Regions from separate parts of the Mus musculus genome. Here region 1 is linked to region 2. A link is a contact called in public Hi-C data. All regions are on one chromosome and are shown on one strand. Each heading gives the region's core, a stretch centred on a gene start, on an enhancer-like site or on the middle of the called end of the contact. The rest is flanking DNA. Distances are from core to core; before and after follow the strand shown. Region 1 overlaps Txnrd1 (thioredoxin reductase 1). Region 2 holds the start of 1190007I07Rik (RIKEN cDNA 1190007I07 gene).

Region 1 (6,881 bases), core at 3,224-5,723, 250 kb before region 2:
CTATGTCAGGATAGCTAGGTGAGGGGTTTGTGACTGCAGACCCAGCACTTGGGAGGGAGAAGCGGAGGGTCATGGGTTTCTGATGGCCCTCAGCTGTGAACTGAGCGTGAAGCTCACCTGGGCTGTGCATTGCCCTCCAGCCTATCACCACCAAAGTAATAAGTGTTGGGCATAGTGGCAGATGCTTGTGGACTCAGCTTCTCAGGATCCTGAGAAGTGATGCTGAGGCAGCATCCTGAGAAGTGATGCTGAGGCAGGATCACTTGAGCCCTGGGATTCAAGTTCATCTAGGCAACATTGGCAAACCCTATTTCTAAGAAAATAAAAATCAGGATGGGACCTTGGTAGGGTCTGAATGTTTGTGTGCCCAAATATTAAAATTCCCCATAGTACTCTACCCCAAGTGTGATGGTGTTAATAGGTTTTTAGTAGATGATTAGGGCATAAAAAAAAATCTGGCTCTCACAGACAGGACCAGAGTCTATGAAAGAACTCCACAGACATGCCACCGCACTTTCCACTAAAGGAAGATGCCACCTATGAGCTGGGGATTCAGTCATGGCCAGTGCAAGCTCATGACTGAACCTCCAGAACTGTGGGCAGGCCCCGAGTTAGTCACTGTGTTACAACACCCAAAGACCCTAAGCAAGACCACACATCCCAGGTAGTAGGGACAGAAGCACCAGATGAGTATGACTCCTAGAAGAAGGAATCCAGAAATTCCCAGGCAAAAAAACATCCAAAATAGAAGAAACTGTCAATCTATTTTAATGACGTCATCATTAAAACAGTATTGGTAGTGTTATCCTTTGATGAGAAACATCTTTTTTCTTGACATGTTTTAGAAGGTTCTTCTACAGGGTACTGTCATGCAGTGGACCAAGGCCTCAGAAGTCTCGATGCACAGCCACGTCAGTTAACCCTTTGTTTCCACTCCCCTAGTACTAACAAAGAACATGGTCCTTGCTCTGCACAAAATAAACTCGCCTACAGGAGACCACATTTATGTTACAAAATAGCCACCTGGTTTACAAATACACATCAAGTGCACAGAGAAATGTCACTCCAACTACATCATGCTGCCAGGGTCATGTGCTCACTCTGCCACCAAGGCTTATAGCTTGTAACCTTTAAGACAGTGTCAGTCCCTGCCTCTCTTTCTTTCAATCCCCAAGGACAATGGTGGCAAGGAATTCTTTCCTAATCCAGGAAAGGAACCAAGCAGACGGCCAGTCGGGGCCTGTTTCACCCACCTGCTGATGCAGTACTCTTTGTCTCCAGGGATGCCCAGGTAGCGGGGCCTCTCACCTGTGGCGATGAGGAACCGCTCTGCTGAATAGATTTTTTCTTTACCTTTGTTATTTGTCGCCTGCAAAGGAAACAATGTCAATCCCAATGGAGGACTAGCCCTTAGAACCTGTGCTTAGCAGAGGGCACTTACAGTGTCTCCCTCAGTTCCCAGAACAGTAAGAGAAACTAAAGGCTGAGCAGATGAAGGACCGCCTTGAGGAATAGTGCTACAAGGTGAGGGAGCAAGCCTCACATCCAGGTAACCTGGCCCAGGACAGTGACACGCCCCAGCCCCACAGAAGGCCCCACGAAGTGTAGCAGCAAAGTGACCAAACTGAACAGTTAAGGTCACGGTGACCTTAATTTTTGCACCTTTATTTGATTTCTTAAAACACATTTGAAATGATTTTCTGTGCTAACACCAGTGAAAGCTATTTTGAGAAGGCAGGAGAGGAGCATAGAGTACAGCTTTATAATTACCACAATCCTGTGAGGACCAATGAACCTCCCGTAAGCATTCTCATAGACGACCTTTTTCTCCCGGAGAGCTACGCGGTAGCCCCAGTTCAGCGAGCCGATGTGACTCTGCACAGATTCCGTCATTTTCTCCCAGTCATGCTTCACTGCGTGAGAAGAGAGAGCGCTCAGTCCTTCACACTGCCTGATGACTTAGCTCTTCAGTCACTCGTTCCCACCCAGAAGGACGAGTTCTCTTGGAGCACAAACACCACTTTCTCGTGCCCAGGATTCAAAACCACAACACAAATTCTTCCCTCCTTTACCAAGGAGCGGGCTGGTAGTTGACTTTGGATTATAAACACTGATCTGTGGGGCACAGGGTGCCATTATAACTGCAACTGCAACAAAGTCAAAGGCTCTGCTCTAGCCGGGTGCGGGTTACTACACCGTAACTGGGCATGCTCAGTGTGGGCAGACTGTGGTACATTTCAGTGTGGCCTGACATCATTTTGGTCAATGAACTTTTACTGAAATACAGCCAAATTCATTTGCCTGTCATCTGAAGCTGGTTTTACAATATGAAAACAGGGCAGAGTGATTCCACAGAGCTGTATGTCAGGCCCCAGCGCCTCAAACACTTGCTGGCTCCTTATTCAGAGAAACTCATTGTCCCCAAACCCTTACCTGGAAAAAAGAAAAACTTCTGTTCTAGAACTAAATTAATCCTTAGAGTCAAGACAGTACACACTACATTTCAAAATTAAAAGTGATAGAAAAAAAAGTACTCTTTTTGTGACAGCACGTATCTACAGCAGCACTTAGCGGTGTGCTCCAGGCCAGTGTAGACTATAGAGAAACACTTCAGTCTCAGTAGCAGTACGTGTCTGATCCCAGCACTCGGGAGGCAGAGGCAGGTGGATCTCTGTGTTTGAGGCCAGCCTGGTCTACAGAGAGAATTCCAGGACAGCCAGGGCTACACAGAGAAACCTTGTCTTCCCCACCCTACGCCCCCACCCCACCCCAAAAAAACAACTGCTACCACCAACATCTACCTTTAGTCACTGGTTAATCACTGTTACTAACAACTTGAAGAAAACAGGACACAGGTCAAATACACTCAGGAGAGACAGGAAGACAAGTCCCAGGGAGGTTATGGCAGAGGAGGAAACAACACAGGTCTCTCTCATGAAAATGAAGCTTCTAACACACTGATCAAGGAGCTGGCCACTGAGCACAGGATGGAACCAGGCTCATGGTCCTTAGGTCTGTGTCCTGAATTAGCAGGACTGCACAATAGTTAGCCTGTGGCTTTGTAGCGAATAAACTACAGGCACTTGGTGCACACATCAGGAAACGTTACAACTTTTAAATGAGACGCTCACTTTAGGGGCTGTGGAGCCAAGGTGGCTGGGGGCAGGGCTGCTGGAGGGAGCCTGGAAAAGCCTACCTGGCTGGCCTCTGTTCACCAGAAGAGCAGAACTCACTGTCCACCAGGAACGGAAAAGGACAGTACACACCCTGCCCCCACATGCCAATCACCTATAGTAGTTACCAATATCTTACCAATATCTATTCCTATGTGGGTTGAGTTTGGTTTTGATTGCTTTCTTTCAAACTAAAGCACTGTACTGTAAGTAAATCAGTGGGTGGCGGACTTGTCACAATGCTAGCAAGTGACAAGAGGCAAGCCTGACATCCAGGTAAGTCACTCTAGTCACAGTGGTGCAGCTGTCAGGTAATGCCCCCAAGCCAATGATTCGAACTCATGTGCAATAAATACATTCGACTCAATATTGCCCACAGCCCTGAGTGCGGGTCACAACACCCTGTGAGCTCAAGAAGCGTTTCTCAGACCGGACAACTGGTAGCCCTGGGGCTGATCCGGGCTGACTAGGGATAGGCGGACCTCGTCTAGGTCCAGGTATGTGTAGACTGCACACTGCCAAGACCACACAGCTTTTGAGCCCCTCCTCTTCCCCCACACCTGTGTCTTCGACTTTCCAGCCATAGTTGCGCGAGTCTTTCAGAGCTTGTCCGAGCAAAGCTGCCTGGTGCATCAGCTTCTTAGGTATGCAACCCACATTCACACACGTTCCTCCGAGACCTGCAACAACAGAGAGGTCAGTTCACAGCCCGCTGCAGGGCCTTCAAAGAAGCCAAAGAGTATTAAGATGTAATGAAACGACGATGACATCATCATCACCATCACCACCATCACCATTATTAGTCTAATGTAGCAAGCGCCATAGTGTTTCTAAGGTCACGGAGCCTAATGTACAGAACAAAGTAGTCACTGTGAAACAGACACATTTCCACAATTTCTATAACTTCCTCCAGATTCAGAAATGACCAATAGTGATGCAAACATCGAAATTGTACTCTGTGCAGAACCCTATACCTGCTACTGGATCTACATGCAGAAATGGTGAAGAGGTTGCTATATTAAGCGTAGTTAGATACAGGTCTGAAAATATGTATAAAATTTGATGCTTATGTGAATTTTGGGGGAAGCAGCCTATAGTTTTCCCTGACTCTCCAAGGAATTCTCATGTTACAACTCCTCTCTCCCAAAATAGTAATCGCTAAGACCATCGAGATCACTGCTTTCTATTAGAACGAAACTCAGGCAGGGAGGAGGGAGGTGGCTCCAGAGCTCACAGTTCAAGGCCTGTCCTCTGAAAATACCAGTGTCACCATGAAGTCTAAACTCCACAGGTCAGGGACTGAACGCAGCACCAGGAACAGAGTGACACTTAGTCACTTGAGGATACGTGAGCTCACAGACTGCGCTGCAGTCTTATCTGGCTGGACTGCCACCACCTAGCTAATGTGAGCAGCGAGTGCTCTTTGTAAAAATGCACTAATAATCATTTCTCTTGCCTCTAACTCCTCACAGGCCCTCATTATCTGCCTTCATTGGTCCAAAGTCCTCACCGTGGCCTGTAAAGTGCCGTACAGTTTGACCTGCCTCTTTCTCTCCACTTTTACTTCTTGGCACACCCAGCTCTGACGACCCAGCTCTACAACAGAGGACTCTTACAGCCTCGCCTCGGGGCCTGAGTCTACTCTGTGGGCATGCTATCAAGTACTGCCTACAAGGTCTGCTTCAGCCTTTAGCACGTCTGCACCATTCTCTCCTGCAGCGCCTCTAGTGGGCATCTCTTCAGAAACCCTGGCTTAGAACTCTGTAGAGCTAAAGCCCTCCTCTACCCAGGAGGTCCTTCTTTCCGTACCACTCACCACCATGAGCCAAGTTCTTACTTCTGTTTCCCACTAAAGCGTACATTCCACAGGGGCAGGAACATCTTCCACTGAGTTCACTGCCTCAGCCCCATGCTCCTGGCTCACAAGTCACTGATACACAGTCAATGAATGAGCAGGCAACACGCAAGTCAGCAGGACTCAGATGACCACTGCTGCCCTTCTTAACGATCTGAATGCAGGGGGATTCGAAGAAAGCATCAACTCTCCCGGGTAACAGATTATGCAAAGGTGGCCCTGGAAGTCAGCTTGCGGTCAAGGGTTCTGCTGAACCTAAATCTACAGCACTGAACTGGATCCCTTTAACTCGGTTCACACGGGAGAGCTGGGCTTTGTCGTTTTTAAGTCAGCTTTTCGGAGCCATCGGCATCACCACCAGGGGAAAGCACTCGTGCAGATCTCAAAAACTCACCCCATCTGGTCCCAAGAGGAGTCGGTGTGACAAAATCCAAGACCAGCACTTTCTTGTCAAATTTGGCTGCCTCCTGGGAAACAAAGTACTCAAATGAGCCAGCAAGAGCGTGGAAAGGAGGGCTAGCACCCACACTATTTTTATTATGCTCTAGAGCCTGAGGTACAGCCAATCACAGATCGAAGTCTGGGAACCTCACTCACTCACTTAGCTCAGCTCTACGGCAAAAGCCAAAACACTGACAACATCAACGATTATACAGATTACAGCTGCAAAACTGTTTCCAACAGCTGGCCAGACCTGGCTAACTCCTGCATGGTTCCCCTTGAACATCAACAGACACAGCACAAATCGTGATAATAAGCACCTGGTAAGGCCATCTGAGTGTCTTACCCTGTACCCTGTGAGGCGACACAGTTAAAGGAACTGCTGAGTTTACCTCATATCTATATGGGAGGGGGGTTGTTTTCTTTTTCTGAAATTGTCTTTCTTGTAGAGACTATTTCTTTCTCACAGAGGAAGCGTGGTATACTAGCCACTGGACCTGCAAAGGTTACTGGAGAGCAAGGACAGAGGCTGTGTGTCCTTCAAGCATGCCACTGAGACAGTGACCCGCCGGGTGCTACTGCGGAGACAACTGGGAGACTTCACCGTCACTGGCTGATGGAGGCCAAAACTTGAAGGACTGTAACCACTTTCCCCTTTGTAAAAGTCGTGCTGGCAAGGCTGGCAGGCCTGAGGGCCATCCACACCAAGTGTGCCCTAAATTGCTGGGCTCTGAACTTCTACATGGAGAGGAAACTCCTCAGTCCGGAAAAGTGACCTACAGAGTTGTGTCTTTGTACCCCCTGTCAAAGTTAACAGAATAAACACACGAGCCTGGATGGACAAATGCAGAGGATGCAGAGAGCTGCCTGGGGAGAGGGTACTGCACCCTAATGTCACCAGCAGATAGTCTTGCCTTAGCTGCTGCCAGTCCTCCTGAGCCTCCTCCAATGATGATCAGGTCGAAGTCATAGGACCCAGGGGGATCTTTGGAGCCATTCATTGTTGGCAGCTTTTGAAGTTGGCCTTTTTTGTTCGGCTGCAGGGAAAACAACAGAAATGAAAAGAATGTAACTGAAGAGCAGCAATGCCCGAAAGTGCTGGGCCATCTTTCTTTCAAGGCAATCAAAGGCCATGAGGAAATCAAAGTGGAAATGTAGACTCCCACTTCAGCTGTGTGCAGAAACACCCAGGCTTGCTGAAGGCAAACCAATACTGCTTCACATCTAGGCCATTATCAAAGAGAACTGCATCCCAGCATCTTTTCCCATGCCTGCTCCCCACTCTCAAGTGTTAGACATTCTACACAGACAGCCCATCCAAACTGACTTACAGCTAACCTAAGTTTGATAACGCTCTCTCCCAGAATTTAGTATTTAGCAGGCCCATATTAATTATACATAATGGTTTTCAC
Region 2 (6,916 bases), core at 2,359-4,858:
ATGTATGTAATTCAAAACTTTTATTTTCCAAAAGGGCTGGGCTATGGTGGCACACACTTTTAGTCACACTGATAAGTTTTTTTCTCCACTGGTGAACTGAGCCAATTCAAACCAGATTAAAATGCATATAACTTCTGGTTTATTGGGAAGCTGCTCTCCTGGTAAGTTTACTGCTCCCAAGGAAGGAGGCAGGGGAAGTCGCCATGGGGAAGGAGAGAGGAGGGGGGAAGAGAAAGAGAGAAAGTGTGTTCGCATGAGAGAAGGAAAAGGAGGAGGAAGAAGAAGAAGAAGAGAAGAAACCAAAATGTCTGGGTTATGTAGCAAAGAGCCTCTGTGGGAAGGGCCGCCCAGCCCCTGGGCTGGAAAGTTCAGGGCAGGGATTCGAGATAGGGCCTGAGGGATGCAGGAGGTCCCGGAGGCCAGGTCTGCTCTGGTATGTAAGATATGCACCTCAGCTGTTTGTTCCTAGGGTCTGAGGCCAGCCTGGACCACATAGACTGAGGTGGTTTGAATAAGCATGATCCCTATAGAGACGGACCATGTATTTGAATGTTTGGCTCATAAGGAGTGGCACTATTAGGAAGTATGACCTTGGTGGAGTAGTAGGTGTGGCCTTGTTGGAGAAAGCGTATTACTGTGGGGTAGGCTTTGAGGTCTTCCATGCTCAAGCTATGCTCAGTGTGGTATAACAGGCTCTTGGTGCCTGTGGATCAAGGTGTAGAACTCTCAGCTTCTTCTCTGGCAGCATGCAAGAAGAAGAAGCTACCTCCCGACTCTGATGAACCTCTGAAACTAGGCCATTCCCAGTTAAATGTTTTCCCTTATAAGAAAACATTTAGTGTCTCTTCAGAACAATACAAACCCTAACTAAGATAGAGAGACCTTGTCTCATAAAAGGGTGGGGAGGGGTAATAAATTTGGAATTTATTTAAATTTTTAAGTGTCTCGTTATACTACTAAGGAAAAGATAAAGCATAGATTGGAAAGAGACATTTGCAGTGTATCTGATAAAAGGCTTGTATCCAAAATAAAGAACAGTTTACAGTTTAAAAAAAAAAACCAAACAGGTCGATTGAGCTGGAGAGTGTGTTTAACACACATGCTTTTCTTGCAAAGGACTGGAGTTCAGTTCCCAGCATCCACATGGTGGTTCACACCACCTGTAACTCCAGTTCCAGAGTGTTCAACACCCTCTTCCGACCTCTGAGTGCACAGGCATGCACATGGTACATACATGTAGGCAAAACATTCAAATGCATGACATTAAAGAGATCTTAAAAAATGGGCAAGAGATTTGAACAGATACTCCACCAAAGGATACAAGTATACAGAAGTCTATGAGCCAGAGCAGTGGATGGTGGTATATTCTTATAAGCCCAGCAGTTGAGAGGATGAGGCAGGAGGATCACTGCAAGCTCAAGTCCAGTTTGAACTATTATGATGCATTTTAATTTGTATTTTGTATGTATGTGTCTGTTTGGGTGTACATGTACCTGTGTAGATAAGTGTGGAAGTCAGAGGCTGACATTAAATAACTTCTCAGTTACTCTGCATCTTATTCTTATTTACTTACTGTCTTAGGGTTTCTATAGCTGTGAAGAGACACTGTGACCGAAGCAACTCTTATAAGAAAACATTGGGGCTGGCTTATAGTTTCAGAGGTTTAGTCTGTCATCATGGCAGAAAGCACTGGGACACACAGGAGTTATGCATGGTGCTGGAGAGGTAGCTCAGAGTTCTATGTCTGATTGGCAGGCAGCAGGAAGGGAGTGAGACACAGCCTGGCTGGAACATCTAAGACCTCAAAGCCCAGTGAGACACCTCCTCCAGTAAGGCCACATATACTCCAATAGGCCACACCTTCTAATCATGCCACTCTCCATGGGTCAAGCATTCAAACCCTTGAGTCTGTGGGGGCCATGCCTATTCAAACCACCACCACAGTCTCTTTATGTACTCCTGGCTGTTCAGGAATTTTATTATATGTAGACCAGACTGTCGTCCAACTTACTGAGATCTCCCTGCCTCTGCTACCCTAGAACTGGAATTAAAGGTGTGTGCCACCATGCTCAGCCTTTTTGAATTTTTTTTTTTAATTTTGAATTACATGCATGAGGGGATGTGTGGGTCCAGGCATGTGAGCACAGGTGCTCATGGGATCCAGAAGTTTGGAGCTAGAAATGGCTGTGAGTTTCCTGAGTGTTGCCAGTGTCCTTCTAGTCCTCTGCAAAAGCCCTACCCACTCTTAAAAGTTGAGCCATTTCTCATACCTATTTAAACCACCATGTTTAATTTACATGTTTAGTTCTGAGACAGGTACCTGGAAGTCGCCAATTGGGCTAAGCTCTAGTGAAGCAGAGACAAGCCGATCTCTTGGGTTCACTGGGCAGCTAACCTATCCTATTTTGGGAGCTCCAGGTCAATGAGACACCCAGTTTGGAAGAGGAATAAAAGGAAAAAGAGAGGAAAGGACAGTGCCTGAGATTCAATGCTCCTGAAGTTGTCCTTTGACCTCTAAATCGCATATGTGCCCACACATGAACAGTCACAGAAAACTTGGGCATAATGTTGATTGCCTTAGTTGTGGGTATAGTCTTCCAGATGTATACTTTCTGTGAGATTATTATATGTCAAACTTAATACCATTTAGTTAAAACTAATTTTTTTTATTATCATGAAGTTAAAAAAAAGCATGTGTGTGTGCCTGTGTGTGTGTAAGAAAAGAATTTACAGAGCTATCTCTGCTTCCATCATGTGGGGCTGGGGGAGCAAAATTGTGTAGTCAGGTTTAATGACAAATGCCCTCCACCCCCAATCCTGAGCAATTTTGTGCCCAGAGTTAAAAAAAAAAGTTATCACGATTCCTGTTACACAATGCTACCTTAATGCTTCAAAATTCTTGCAGTTTACTTAACAAAAATGAACCCACAATCAAAGCATGAACCCACAATCAAAAACACTCTCAGATTAAGTAAGGTGATTGGAGGTCTCTTTTCCAGTAAAACCATGACCCAAAGGTACTGTACCTGGGTGTGGCTCTGTGTAAAGTTTCAAAGAACCGCAGGAACCAGGAGAATAAAGCTTTGAGCTGCTCTCTCTAGAGCAGTGGTTCTCAACCTTCCTAATGCTTCCACCCTGCAACACCCTCAGGATTTTTTATTTAATACCCTTAGGCTGTGGTGAGCCTCAACAATACAATTTACTTTGTTGCTATTTTATAACAGTGATTTTGCTGTGACTTGTAAATATCTGATATACAGGAGATGTGATAGACGACTCCCAGAAAGCGGTCAGTGAGTCCTTCCAAAGGTGTCCGATTTGCAGGTTAAGAAGAGGAGCTGTAGTGTGACCTGCCCTTTGCCCTTGCAAGTGCTGTGCTGCGAAACCCCGCCTCTTCCTAACCACGTGGGACACGTGCAGTTTCCTTTGTGCGAAAGATCAAAGGATGCTGTAAACATCACAGTTGCCAGGAATGGCAAACGCAGGATTGGGACAGTGACCAACCAGGAGCTAGGATTCCAGGCTGGCTAAGGGGTGGAAACGGTCAATTCCCCCCCCCCCCCCCCGCCCAATTCCAGCCCCAAGTCCGTCAGAAACAATCGAGTGCGCCTGCGCGAGTATTGCCTCCGCTTTCCGCTCCGTCGCTGCGTCGGACCCTGTACTTTGGTTCCTGCCCGCTGGAGGTCCGTCCTGGTTCTAAAGCGACCCTGTGACCTGTCTCCCTGCGCGCGTGCACTCCGCGGTACAGTCTCGTGCGCGCATAGTCGTGGGAAGGAACGAGGGGCTCCAGCGTCTCCCTGAGTGGCTGAGGGAGCGAGGAACCGCCGAGCCCTCCTTCCCCTGCTCGGCGGGCGCAGGCTGCAGCTAGCAGGTGCCCCGCTCGCTGGTCGCGGGGGAGGAAGTTGCGGGGGCACCCGAGGTGGTGTTGCGACTCAGCCACCCAGGGTCAGCGGTCAGGCCATCTGAAGGCTACCCAGCCCTCTAACGCTGTGCCCTTTCCGTCCCCGCCAGCTCTCCACCATGCCCGGGGGCGTACCCTGGTCCGCCTACTTGAAAATGCTTTCCTCCAGCCTCCTGGCCATGTGCGCCGGGGCCCAGGTGGTGCATTGGTACTATCGGCCTGACCTGGTGAGTGCTGTAGGGCGCGTGCCCATCCTCGGGGTGAGACCCTCGCGTTCAGTCCACTTTGCTCAGTCCCTCTTGACTTTTAGATTGTCCCCAGTGTTTGGATACCTAGCTCGCTCTTAACACTCAAGAGTGTGTCTAATAGTTGTGGTGAGCCAGCCTGGTCTACAGAGCGAGTTCCAGGGCATCCGGGGCTACACAGAGAAACTGTATCGCGGGAGTGGGATATCTATATCTATATCTAAATCTATATCTATCTATATGCTTATAGATAGATATATGCATATCTTAGTGAAACAGAAAGTGTCACGAACTTTCAATGGAAATGCAGTTTTGTGTCTCGTTTCTGCAGGAGTAGTTGCCTGCCGCACTTTACCGAGGAAATAATGCCTAGAATTTGATCCTGTGAGGTTGACTTGATTCATCTCATTACTATTGGAGATGTGCAAGGGTTGTTACCAGCAGCTACCTGTAGTTGGGGAGAAAGCAAAACAAAACCAGTCTCTAAAATGAGCGGTACTAAGGGTCCTAGGCCACCTCAGACTGGTTAGTAGAGAATCTTTACTGATAGGCGTAGAGGCCAAGGTGGCTGGCTGCTATAGGATGCTGAATGCTTTCCTATTATTTAAGGGATTTATGTCCATTACCTACCTTGTCTTTTGCAATTATTCCAGCCACCACTGTTATAACTGAAAGGTTTGGGGAGAGAGCAGAGGAAAGGAGACCGTGGTGGCTGCCCAAAGTTGGCACTCAGTGCTGCCTTAGGGAGAACAGCTAAGATGCTTTGTTTTAGGTGTCCAGCATAACTCACTCATTAGGACAGCAAAAGAGACAACTGTATTCTCATAGTTCTTTAGGCTGAACCCCAGGTCTCATCCTAATTCATCTCTTATTGTGTGCCTCAGCAAATGCCACTGGGTAAATATGGACAATACATCCACATCTGTCCACATCGATCACCACACTGCCTACCCTAGCCAAGCCACCGTCAGTTTCTCTCTTCAGTTAAGACAGTAGCTTCCTGCCCATCTTCTGCCCTCCACTCCTGCTTTCCCTGAAACGTCTCAACAGAGCTTCCATCGCTCTTTTTTATCCTGGAGTCAGGCCATGTCGTTCTCCTCAAAACTCACCAGTATCTTCCTGCTTCCAAAGCAAAAGCCACGGACTCTTTATGTCCCTCCCACTGTCCACCAACTAAGCTTTCTAACCTGCTGAACACTGTGTCAGCTGTACCGATGACTTCCTTGAACTGAAGACATAGTCTTTGGTTTGGTCCTCTGCCCTTGTGATCCTATTAGCCTGAAACAAGACTGTTTCCACATCCTCCTCCCTCCTCCCCTCCTTCCCTCCTCCCCTTCCTCCTCCTCCTCCTCCTCCTCTTCCTCCTCCATGTTCTGAAGTGACCCTCTGAGCCAAAAGCCTGTGTAGAGGTGCTCATTTTCTAACAACCAGAGAAATGCAATCTGCAGTCAGAACCACTACTCTGCTGGCCATAATGAAACAGCAGTTGTCAAGGACAGGGAGAAATTGGAACCTTCATACGCTACCCTTGGGAATAGAATATCACACGGCTGTTTTTATATGTAACTAGTCTGCTAGTTCCTCAAACAGCATATATGTTCCTGCAATTCCCAGTTTAGTTTTCTCCCCAACAAACACTAAGACATCTGTCATACTTACTTGTTTGATTCTGTACATGTTCATAGGTGGGAACAATTCAGATACCTGAATACCTATGGAAAACATGTACATCTTTATAAGGGAATAGCATTCAGTGATCCTACATGAATGAACTTTGCAAACACTACATGAAAATATTGAGCAATAAAAGACCACATGATATATGGTGGGCAAATATATATGGACAGAGTTGGCTTGTGGGGACCACTTGGGAATGGAATAGGAGTTTCTTTTGAAGCAGTAAAAAGATTCTACAATTTTATTGTGATAGACTCACAGTTCCAATTCTACTGTACTGAAAACCATTGTTTTTGTACCTTTGTGGTGCTGGGAATCAAACTCTGTCATATACATTCTGCACCCATTTCCCTCTGTCTTTCTGAAAGGTAGAATTGTGTGTTGCTCATGTATGACTTTATGCACATCACATGCTGGCTGCTTCCAGTCTTTTGGGTACATTAACTACCAATAGTTATTTCCTAGGCCTGGTGCATGGCAGAGAGTTAGCAAATATTGTGGGAATGGATTTTCAAATGTTGAATTCTCATTTGAAATCACAGTTGTGAGTCAGTTGGATTTATCCCTGTGCATCCTCTAGGACTTGAGATTTGCCAGGACGATCTATTCAAGACAGCAAGAAATTCAGATCAATCAGGAGTCTTCATAAAAATGGCCTGGTACTGAGTAGCATGCACGAGGCTTTTGTTTTTTCTAAAGCTTTTTAGATCATATTGAAGTGTTGTTTCAGAATGTGATGGTATCTGTTTTTTGGCTTTTGTTGTTGTTGTTGTTGTTGTTGTTGTTTTTTTGTAGACAATACCTGAAATTCCACCAAAGCCTGGAGAACTCAAAACGGAGCTTTTGGGACTGAAAGAGAGACGCCACGAACCTCATGTTTCACAGCAGTAGAAACTTCAAAATAACAGCTGTGCCAAGAATTCTGTGAATAATGTTTCAAATATGTATTTTAAAATTTATTAAGTAAAACTACTTTTTAAAACACCGAATTTAGGGGGCTCAATGGCTCAGAGGTTAAGAGCACTGTCTGCTCTTCCAGAGGTCCTGTGTTCAATTCGCAGCAACCACTTGGTGGTTCATAACCATCTATGAG

What was found. A called contact is a pair of places that touch in the nucleus more often than the background predicts.
Region 1: a Hi-C map of liver shows a contact between it and region 2, with 3 times the contacts expected there. The contact joins the enhancer-like site here to the promoter of 1190007I07Rik in region 2. A contact is called at or near these places in 10 of 39 promoter capture datasets (the 3T3-L1 cell line, the C10 cell line, the SN4741 cell line and 6 more), 18 of 484 Hi-C or Micro-C datasets (CD4 T cells, the CH12 cell line, the G1E-ER4 cell line and 13 more), 7 of 115 datasets of contacts at active chromatin or transcription factors (the HPC-7 cell line, the SCID.adh cell line, effector CD8 T cells and 3 more) and 2 of 9 other capture datasets (adipose tissue and liver).

Annotation. Positions count from the first base shown.
Region 1 is chr10:82,874,238-82,881,118 of GRCm38.p6, reverse strand. Txnrd1 (thioredoxin reductase 1) reads right to left here. Exons shown (of 15, transcript NM_001042513.1): 3 at 6,384-6,506; 4 at 5,423-5,495; 5 at 3,734-3,853; 6 at 1,771-1,913; 7 at 1,254-1,369. The coding sequence starts at 6,470. Among named protein-coding and RNA genes, the nearest start is that of Eid3, 11 kb to the right of the region's middle. Within about 2 kb of position 4,473, at least 31 of the 459 cell types and tissues checked have an H3K27ac peak or open chromatin away from gene starts, as enhancers often do. A contact at or near this core is called in liver, muscle stem cells and pre-megakaryocyte-erythroid progenitors, where this site is marked.
Region 2 is chr10:82,619,920-82,626,835 of GRCm38.p6, reverse strand. 1190007I07Rik (RIKEN cDNA 1190007I07 gene) reads left to right here and starts at 3,608. Exons shown (of 3, transcript NM_001135567.1): 1 at 3,608-3,871; 2 at 4,012-4,128; 3 at 6,619-6,916. The coding sequence starts at 4,021. The coding sequence ends at 6,714.